Regions from separate parts of the Mus musculus genome. Here regions 1 and 2 are each linked to region 3. Evidence: chromatin contacts called from public Hi-C and promoter capture Hi-C data. All regions are on one chromosome and are shown on one strand. The core of a region is the stretch at or near the end of the contact, and the rest is flanking DNA. Distances in the headings are between cores, read along the strand shown.

What was found. Promoter capture Hi-C pulls out the DNA fragments that hold promoters and counts their contacts. A called contact is a pair of places that touch in the nucleus more often than the background predicts.
Region 1: a contact with region 3 is called in a Hi-C map of cortical neurons, with 2.2 times the contacts expected there. The contact joins two enhancer-like sites. A contact is called at or near these places in 1 of 39 promoter capture datasets (hippocampal neurons), 2 of 484 Hi-C or Micro-C datasets (cerebral cortex and cortical neurons), 3 of 115 datasets of contacts at active chromatin or transcription factors (astrocytes, embryonic forebrain and embryonic stem cells) and 1 of 9 other capture datasets (embryonic stem cells).
Region 2: a promoter capture Hi-C map of hippocampal neurons shows a contact between it and region 3, with 4 times the contacts expected there. The contact joins the promoter of Gbp5 here to the enhancer-like site in region 3. A contact is called at or near these places in 3 of 39 promoter capture datasets (cranial neural crest, hippocampal neurons and pre-B cells) and 1 of 115 datasets of contacts at active chromatin or transcription factors (pancreatic cancer cells).

Annotation. Positions count from the first base shown.
Region 1 is chr3:143,099,698-143,102,576 of GRCm38.p6, forward strand. No RefSeq gene overlaps it. Among named protein-coding and RNA genes, the nearest start is that of 4930519L02Rik, 71 kb to the left of the region's middle. Within about 2 kb of position 1,329, at least 58 of the 459 cell types and tissues checked have an H3K27ac peak or open chromatin away from gene starts, as enhancers often do. A contact at or near this core is called in cerebral cortex, cortical neurons and hippocampal neurons, where this site is marked.
Region 2 is chr3:142,495,387-142,498,288 of GRCm38.p6, forward strand. It overlaps Gbp5 (guanylate binding protein 5), which reads left to right and starts at 1,548. Exons shown (of 11, transcript NM_153564.2): 1 at 1,548-1,609.
Region 3 is chr3:144,398,100-144,400,928 of GRCm38.p6, forward strand. No RefSeq gene overlaps it. Among named protein-coding and RNA genes, the nearest start is that of Gm34434, 17 kb to the left of the region's middle. Within about 2 kb of position 1,457, at least 51 of the 459 cell types and tissues checked have an H3K27ac peak or open chromatin away from gene starts, as enhancers often do. A contact at or near this core is called in cerebral cortex, cortical neurons and hippocampal neurons, where this site is marked.

The DNA.
Region 1 (2,879 bases), core at 79-2,578, 1.3 Mb before region 3:
AGTTTCATGATTCTAGAATTTCTCTGCACTTACAGAAGGGGATTAGGGAAACCTACAGTGTGATTGTTTGCACCGGGGAAAATCGAACCTAACAAATGAGCCAGTCACTTAGCAGAAGAAACTAGAGGTTTATTTGATGGTGGCGCCACAAAAAGAAAAGCACGTGATCTGAGGCTTAGAGAGGCATGGCGGCCCTTCTGACCCAGGAGCAAGTCAGTGGTTTATTGCCGTGGTTAAAGCTGGTCTGCTTAAATAGATTCAATTGCACTTTGACACAAACTCTTCTCTGCTTTTCCCAACTCAGTACCCGGTTTTAAAGATCTGTTTCTCAGATGTCTCGAATGTTTCCATTCCACCATAATGGAAAATAATCGTGACCTTTCTTTTAAACAAAAATCACTGCGCTGTAGATACAGGAAGCGAACAAAAATAACACCGTGTTTTGCATGGCTGACATGGTATATCTGAGGCATAAAACACTGCCCACTATAAACATATGAAAGCCGAGTCAGTTCTGTTAGGTCCAGGCTATGATCGATTGCAAACTAGGAGTTGTAAAGCAAGCGTCACTCTGGAACCATGGTTTATTAACAGTTTTATTTTCCCGAGACAACTTTTTCTCCTAGCAAGCCGGGAAAGTGAGACACTCATCTGGGGGAGGGAAGAAGTGTGGGCTCTCACCAAAGTTACTCTCCTAGAGTCCACACAAAATGTATTTGGGCCTGGCAGAAACATACGCTTATCCCAACCTGCAAAATGTTATTTTGATTAACGGGCAGCAGAAAAGAGCCCAGAAAATTTCTGAGCTGTCCTTTCTTTGGTGGGTGGGTGGGAAGACGAATTTTGTCTCCTATTCTTTCCTAATGGGATATTAAAAGTGTTTAATAACCTCATCTTTTCAAGGGCCGTTATTTTATTTATTTATTTTTTCTGTGATGGAGGTAAAGAAGGGCCTCAGAAGCGCCCTTGTTCCCTGTTCTCTGTCTCCCAGATCTCTGCCTCTTGGGCCTTCCAGCCCCCTCTCCTCTTCCATCCTGAAAACAAATGCCCAGTTCACCCCCAAATCTGGATCTCATGTAGATGCGAAGGCTCGGAGTCTGCAGGTGCATTTGAATCACGCAGCACCCTGTGCAGCCGCCCTGCCAGCGTGGGATGGGGCGCGGAGACGCGCGGATATCGTGGGCTGCAGGGCAGCAGTGAAGCGGTTAAGCGGCAGCCGGCGGGCGAGCGGGCGGGCGGGCGGGCGAGCGGGCAGGGCGGAGGCGCGGAGGAGCTGCGCCCGCGGCAGCCCCAGCGGCAGCTGCGGCGAGAGGCGCGGGGAGCGAGCGGGCCGCGCCCAGAGACCCGCAGAGAAAGGGCAGCGCCGCCGCCGGCTGCCGGCCTCGGCGCGGTTAATCACGCGCTCCCCTCTCGCTGCTGATTTGCGAGAGCAGATTAATCAGAGAGCGCGGCTTGATGAAATTTGCTGTTATTGTGCCCATTTTTAGCAACATCTTTTATTATCTTCATTATTCATTTACAGGGGACCGGCATCAATTATGCAAATGAGTTCACAGACTTTGCAGATTACTTCATTTGCCGCTATTGTTTGTGGAAATTTAATTATTAAATATTATTAAGCTTGCGTTTTCTTCAATTTTCCAAGGCTTAGTTTCATTTGATTTTTCCTCCAGCTGCTCGTCGCTCCTTTCGGTGCCAAAACACTTCCTCATCAAAGCGGCTCTGGCATGTGAAGACCAAATAAAATCTCCTCAATTTAATAATTTTGATGTTAGTCCCTTGTTCTCAGCTGCTTGCTCAAAGCAATGCAGAGAGGAGCGCAGAGCACATTCAGTTTAATGAGCAGAAATTGAATTCAAGTTTGTTCGGAATTGACTTCAATTAAGCAGAGTCTTAATGATAAATTAATCTCTTTTCTTTATTCCCTAGAATTTGTTTTTCAAAGTAGGAAATTGGACTACATTGAAAGACCAAATAAAGAATACCAATTTTAACTAGATCATGGAGCTGATAGCAAAATTTAATTCTTTATAGTAAGGTACTTGGACAAATAGCATTCTTTCTGTGGCGTGTATTATAATTTATATTCATTGTTACCACTTACACATCCGTGGCGTGGATAAAATGGCAGTTGAATTAAATATAGGCTTGTAATAGACTTCAGAGTTTTAATCTTTATTAAGAAACTCTAATTGAATGCATAATTAGCTTCAGACTTTGGGAAATTTGGTTTAATATCTGGGTGAACTGAAAACATTGATCAGGAATTTTAAGGCGATTCTCTCAAGTGAGGGTTTTTTTTTTTTTTTTTTGAAGAGAAATGATATGGCCATGTTTAAAAATGGCATTTCAAAATCGAATGGAGGGGCAAGGAGTTAGGTTCATCCTGTGTTGTTAGGGACAGACCTCGGGGGCTTCCTTGGAACCAGAGCCAATACTGGCAATTTCAAGTTCCTCTTATTAAAATCGCTAATGTTCCTTCAGGCCACCAAATCCATTATCCTGGTGCAGACCCCCCTGAACATCAAACTCACAGCGGCTTGGGGATTTTAATGAGGATGTCCATATTGATTGTATTTCTACACTTGTTTGGGTTCCCCCTCCACTGTAAAAAATGCACCTGATTGTTTTTTCTTTTCTCCTGAATCATGGATCATCTTTTTTTTTTTTTTATTGGAACATGTAGAGAATAATTCTCCATGCTCCAGCCCGCAAAGCGCTCTATCTACATATGCCAAACGTTATTATTGCAGCTCCTTCAGGAGTGACCTTAAGAGAGAGATTGTTTGTTCCAAAGAACTTCAAGCTGTTCACTGTGGTCTATTCATAGTCACAGATTTAAAACCCATCAGTGATTGGAAATACATCCAGACTATGTG
Region 2 (2,902 bases), core at 298-2,797, 1.9 Mb before region 3:
TGCTCTAGAAATCAGCCTGCACTCAGGTCTGACAGCTTCTGAGTCTGCCTCTGCATTCAACTCAAGACACAGGAAAATGAGACCAGTCATCCACGTGCCTTTCCTTCTGAGGCCAGGTACTCCGAGGCTGCATGCTCAAGTCAGTCAGAGATTAGCCTGTCTGGAGAAGTGATCGAGTCCATGGAAAGGAAGTCTGGTAAAGGAATCCCACAGAAAAAACAATATTTTTTGAAAAACTGATATAATAAAAACAAAACCAACCAACCAACCAACCAACGAACCAAAGAAGACACTGGAGTGGAAGGCCATCCAATGCGCATGGATCAATACAGTTGTTATTGTGATAACGGTTAGGTTATTTTACCCAAAGTCACCAGTATAGGCGGTACCCACCATAAAGTCAAATGCTATTTCTGTCAAGCTTACAGGCAAGTGCAGTCTAAAGCGAGTATGCTTCCTTTTAGGAGAGTTAGACTCCAGAGAGCGTCAGAACAAAGTCCGCAAATATCCATGTACAACATTCAGCTTCTATATAACTGATCTTTATTGGCTACATATGACCAGACATTTCCTGAGTTTCCTTGTCCCAGTAGTGACAGCGTCATCTCCAGGACTTGTTAACATATTATTTTGGCTTGAATTCTAGACAAGTGAGATAGAAGATCTTTCTTGAAGCTCCGTTAAGGGAAGGCTATTTCTTCTTGGTAAAGCATAGCTATTTTATTGACCTATTTTAAAAAATTAGTTTAACCCACTCAGTGGCTTGAGTTTTGCTCAGAAGAATCGGACTTGGGTCACATCATCAGCAGATGTTCCAAACGGCACCAAACAGTATAAGATTAAAGCAGCTGCTTACAGCCTTTCTGTGACTGAGTCAGCTTGCTGGTGCAGTCTCTAACCCAGCAAGCGTGATTAGCTTTCTTTTCCTTTGCAATCTCTCCTTTCTGGTTTCCTGTACGGTTTGTCTGCTCTGCTAATTTTTTCCTCTCTCCAACTCCAAAAAAGTTATCCTCAGTTTTCCTAATTCTGTTCTTTATTTCTTTTATATATGGGATTCAAGAGTCCACAACATGACACCCTGAGTTCCTTGTTTAACCTACTACCAATGAAAACAACTTTTATCCTAAGTGGATGCAGAGACAATTGTAAGAAATGAGTCTTCAAATAGTACGTGAGGTTTCCCTTCAAAACAATTGTGATTCAAAACCATAAAAATTATCACCCTCGTTCAAAGGAATAAAATAAACAGCGCTTGAAACAATGACAAACGATGTCAACGTTCTCTTTCAGATTGTGGGCAACTTCTGGGAAATTAGTTCAGTGACATTCAAGCCTTCTGCTTTTGAAAATCCCCTTCAACTATACAGTCTGAACTTGTGTAGTTTCAATTTCAGTTTAGAGAACCCTTTTGCAGATTCCTGTTCTTGCGTTTCATAATCAAGTTCTCTCCCAGCTCTCTGGGAGAGGAAAGGAAATTCCCAGGGCTGGCCGTTATTTCTCAGAACCAAGCACAGATAAATAAGGGTGCAACGAGTTTGTCCTCTTGCAGAGTCCCGTTTGAAGCAGTGTTCTTACTGGCCCCTGCTCCCGCTCTTCAGTTTTTCTTAAGGTAAGACCTGGAGCAGGGGTGGGAAGAGACTGTTAGGAATTATTTTTTAGACTACTTTATCCAGGATGGGATGCATCCTAGCCTGGATGCTGGCTCAGCCCCATTAGAGATTAAACAGCAGTGTTCTCAGAGAAGCAGAATTCCTTGTCCAGCAGTCCGAGTGTTTATTCAGTGCCGTTATTGTTTCCTGTTAATGAGAGGGCAGAGTGTGAAGAGATTAAACTGAAAGGTAGAAATGACTTCCAACTGTTTATCTCCGCTTGTTCTAACTTCTTGGCATCCCTAGTTGCTGTTTAGAACAGAATCACCTCCAGAATAGCAGGCAACCATACTGTTTGCATGAACAATATAGCAGAGCATGAGCTGCGCAGTAAAAGGTCTGAGACTGGGGCTCTAACCAGCGCTCCCATTGTCGGGAAGTGAATTCCCAGACAGCAAGGCTCTATATGTGGGCCGATGCTTGTCCTCATTGGAGCTTGGGACAAATTCACAGCCAGAGCTGCGAGAGAGAGAGAGAGAGAGAGAGAGAGAGAGAGAGAGAGAGAGAGAGAGAGAGAGAGAGAGAACTCCAAGGCACACAGGAAGAGGTTTGCTGACAGCAGTGAGCATTTTCGCTGCACTGCCATCTCTTAAAGGTTCCGTGTTTGCTTTTCCTGGGCAGTCACTCACTTTTAAACCCCATTTGTGTTGGATTCTGTCTCTGCTACAATATTGTCTCTACCTTTATATGTTGACGAATCAAAAAATGACCTATTTGGCCGGTATGGTCTGGCTATGCGGATCGCTCCTGGGAACTCTTTTGACTTCTTGCTGTGTCCCGTGCCTCATGCATATCATACTTAAAGAACAGATAAGAATATAAACGCAAAAACTGAGCAAACACCAGAAGTTCATCTCCAGCACCTTTCAGTACTTTCAGATTTCTTGGTGACCTTCTTCCCTACAGTCCTCCCCTTGTGTGAACATTTCTCTTCTTCTCTTCTCTTCTCTTCTCTTCTCTTCTCTTCTCTTCTCTTCTCTTCTCTTCTCTTCTCTTCTCTTCTCTTCTTTTTTTTTATAATTATTTTATTTATGTGTGTGCCTGAGTGTATTTTAGTCCCCCAGGACTGGTGTTATAGGTAGTTGTGAGCCACCTGGTATGGGTTAAGGGAACAAAATCCAGGTCTACAAGAGCCTCAAGTGCTCTTAGTCACTGAGCCAATATCTCTAGCCCAACCCTCTACTGATATAAATGCATATTGATTTGGTTACGTCTGGCTTGTAGGAAGCAGAATTGTAGGGAAGACTTGAATG
Region 3 (2,829 bases), core at 207-2,706:
GGCTGACAGTGTAGCACTGAGCTCCATTCCAGTCCTGCTATTTCAAGTCTTGAATCAAAAGCAGGCATTCCCTAATAGCACACGGATAATCCTGCAGAAGAAACCGGAAATGTAGATAGACTCTTCTGTTTCAGCAATAGAGGCTTTTATAGGTAAAGGGATATGTGGGTTTGAGCCGAAGGGTGTTTGACCAGGTCTCCCACCGTTGCACTGATTTCCACACAAGGCAATGGTAAGAATGTGCCGCCACAGGCAGAGTCACCCTAGTGGTATCACAGTGCAATTGCATCTGGTGTCTCATTTCAGAAGGCAAGGATCTGGAGAAAATTCCATTGTGGGAATAAGGAAGCCAGTATGCTCACATGTTTTATCTCCTATGCATGGCCACATCCTCTCTGATAGCCTCTCTTCCACCCTGGGGGCGAATTAAAAACATGGTATATAAAACGTGCCTTTCAATTTTTCTGCAGTTTGGTAAAAGTCTGGGCCAAGGTCTTAGACTTGGTAGCAACTGGTACTGTTTACTGAGTCCTTTTGATTTGCCACTAGGGTTATTTTAGTATAGATCAAACTTCCTGTGGGTTAGGTAGTGGCAGGGGACAGATGCTGGAGACATTAAGCATGTGATTGGCCAGAAGGGTGAAGCAGAGGCCAGAAGATGGCTACATGGCATCCCTGGTCTTGTAACCCTTCCTTCCTTTTCTCTTTCTCTTCTGCCAACTCAACCCTTCGTTTTCTGCCTATCACGCCTTTGATCTCGCAGTCAAAGTGCGTGTTGGAATTCTGTCGCTGGGTTTGTGGTCCCAGCCAACAGCATCACCCAGCCCTGCTCTAGCACCGATGTCATAAATCCAGAAGAATTTCTAGGGAAGGAAAAAAAAAACCTGTTCTGAAGTCGAGTTGCTACCATTTCGACATCCTGACAAGTGTGCCCTTGTGTGCTTTCAGCTTAAAGGAGGCAGGAATGTACCAACCGCCCCAGAATTCATGTCATGTTCTCAAGAGTACAAAAGACAAGGCAGCATGGGGTGGGCTGGGAGACATCTCCACTCCAGTGTGTCCTCCATCAGCTCTCCGCAGGGAGGTATTCTGAAGGAACACAATGGTGACCTATAGGCTCAATATGATTAGAGTTTCAATAGTGGAAGATAGAGGACCGTCAGTGAAGAGTAGGAGCTCTGTAGTAGAGTGCAGGGATCGATCGAGTCTGTGGGCCCAGGAGTCTAAATAGCTGCCTGAATGGGGCAAAGGATATGGTGATGCAGACAGGAAGGCCAGAGGACAGCAGGTGACCCGGAGAAACCACCTTGTGATTTGAAATGTAACAGGGAATCCCGGTTCCCAGGAAAGAGAACCGAAGTGAACAGAAAGTTGAGAAAGCCCGACTCCAAGTGGTGTACTGGGCATCAGGGAGGGGTGGGACACACAGTGCCTGAAGCTAGTGACAACCGGGCTGCTGTTACCCCCCAACTACAGCATAGTCCCAGGCAGGCAGTGCGCAGGAGCCGTGGGGGTTTTGACGGCCTCTTGCTCAACACGCAAACCTTTAGCTGATGCCAATCAAAGCAAATGAGTAATTAATAATCGGGCAGGGAGCGACTCCGGGGAGAGGAGGGTAACAGAGGACAAAAGAGCTTAGCCCATTGGTGTTTCGAATGCTGGGTCGTAGCCACAGGGCGAATTCCCCCTCGCCCAGCAGTGCAGCACATGAAGGTCCTAAGACAGGATGGAGGGAGGAATCTGGTAGAGGCAGCTGGTGGAAAGCCAAAGGATTTCCCAGGGCCACGCGCGTCCTAGCCAGTGGACAACGTGTCTCAAATGTTCCTGTGGCGCCACCTAGTGTCCAAGGCTCAGAGGATGCCCAGGCAAAGGCTTCAAACTCAGGCCAGATCTAGGACCTCAGAGTCAGAACTTCAATCTTTAATGTTATGAGGCAGGTTGGGGTAGGAATGGGGTGTCTCCTGGCTGTGGACAGACCAATGACACTCTCCAGCTGGGCAAACGCCCGTGTAAAATCTCTTCTGCTGCCACTAAATCTAAGTAGCACATTTGCCAGAAGGTACAGGAAAAATGACACTCCCTTTCTGAGACCATGAGGTGATGTCTGGTTTTTCCTCAATACAATGGCAAGCCGGTTATTAATTCATCCAGACAAAAAAATATAGATGCTGTCATCGTATAAACATGAGTCCCTGAGCAGAATGGGGCCTCAGGCCATCAGGGGGTGCAGCATATGAAGTGTGCTGAACTCTGGGACAAAGGACAAGATCACTTTGTTGAATGGAAAATGGGAGATGAGAGAAGACCCTGAAGTGGAAAGAATGAAACCTGGGAGCCAGGATGTGCTTTTAGAGTTCTGGCGTTGGCCCTGCTCGGTTATCTGTGTGACCTTGACCAAGGGAAACGGTGTTCCTCTCTCCCAACAATGCTGCGAGGCTCAGATTGTGGGTTTCCCTGAACAGACGAGGAAATAGCGGCTCCAGGAGTTTATCCAAGGTCAGGCCCAGGTCGGTGGCCACACCAAACTTCCAACCCACATCTGCCCAAAGTTCACAAACATGTTCCTCTGACAAGTCCCAGGCCCTCTGGGCTGTGATTCTCTGTCTATACCAGGAAGGGGTCCACTCCAGAAATAGCAAACTGTGATTATAGGGTTTCATCGGTCCCTTAAAACTCTGTTTTAGTGCACACAAGCCCCACAGTGATAACAAAAGGGCCTTTTAAAAGGATTTATCCATCTATAAAAGCTACTGGGTTTTATTTCCCAATATGGGCAAAGAACACCAAAACAAATGTGTTAGGACATCAAATCCCCTTTAAAATTTAGGG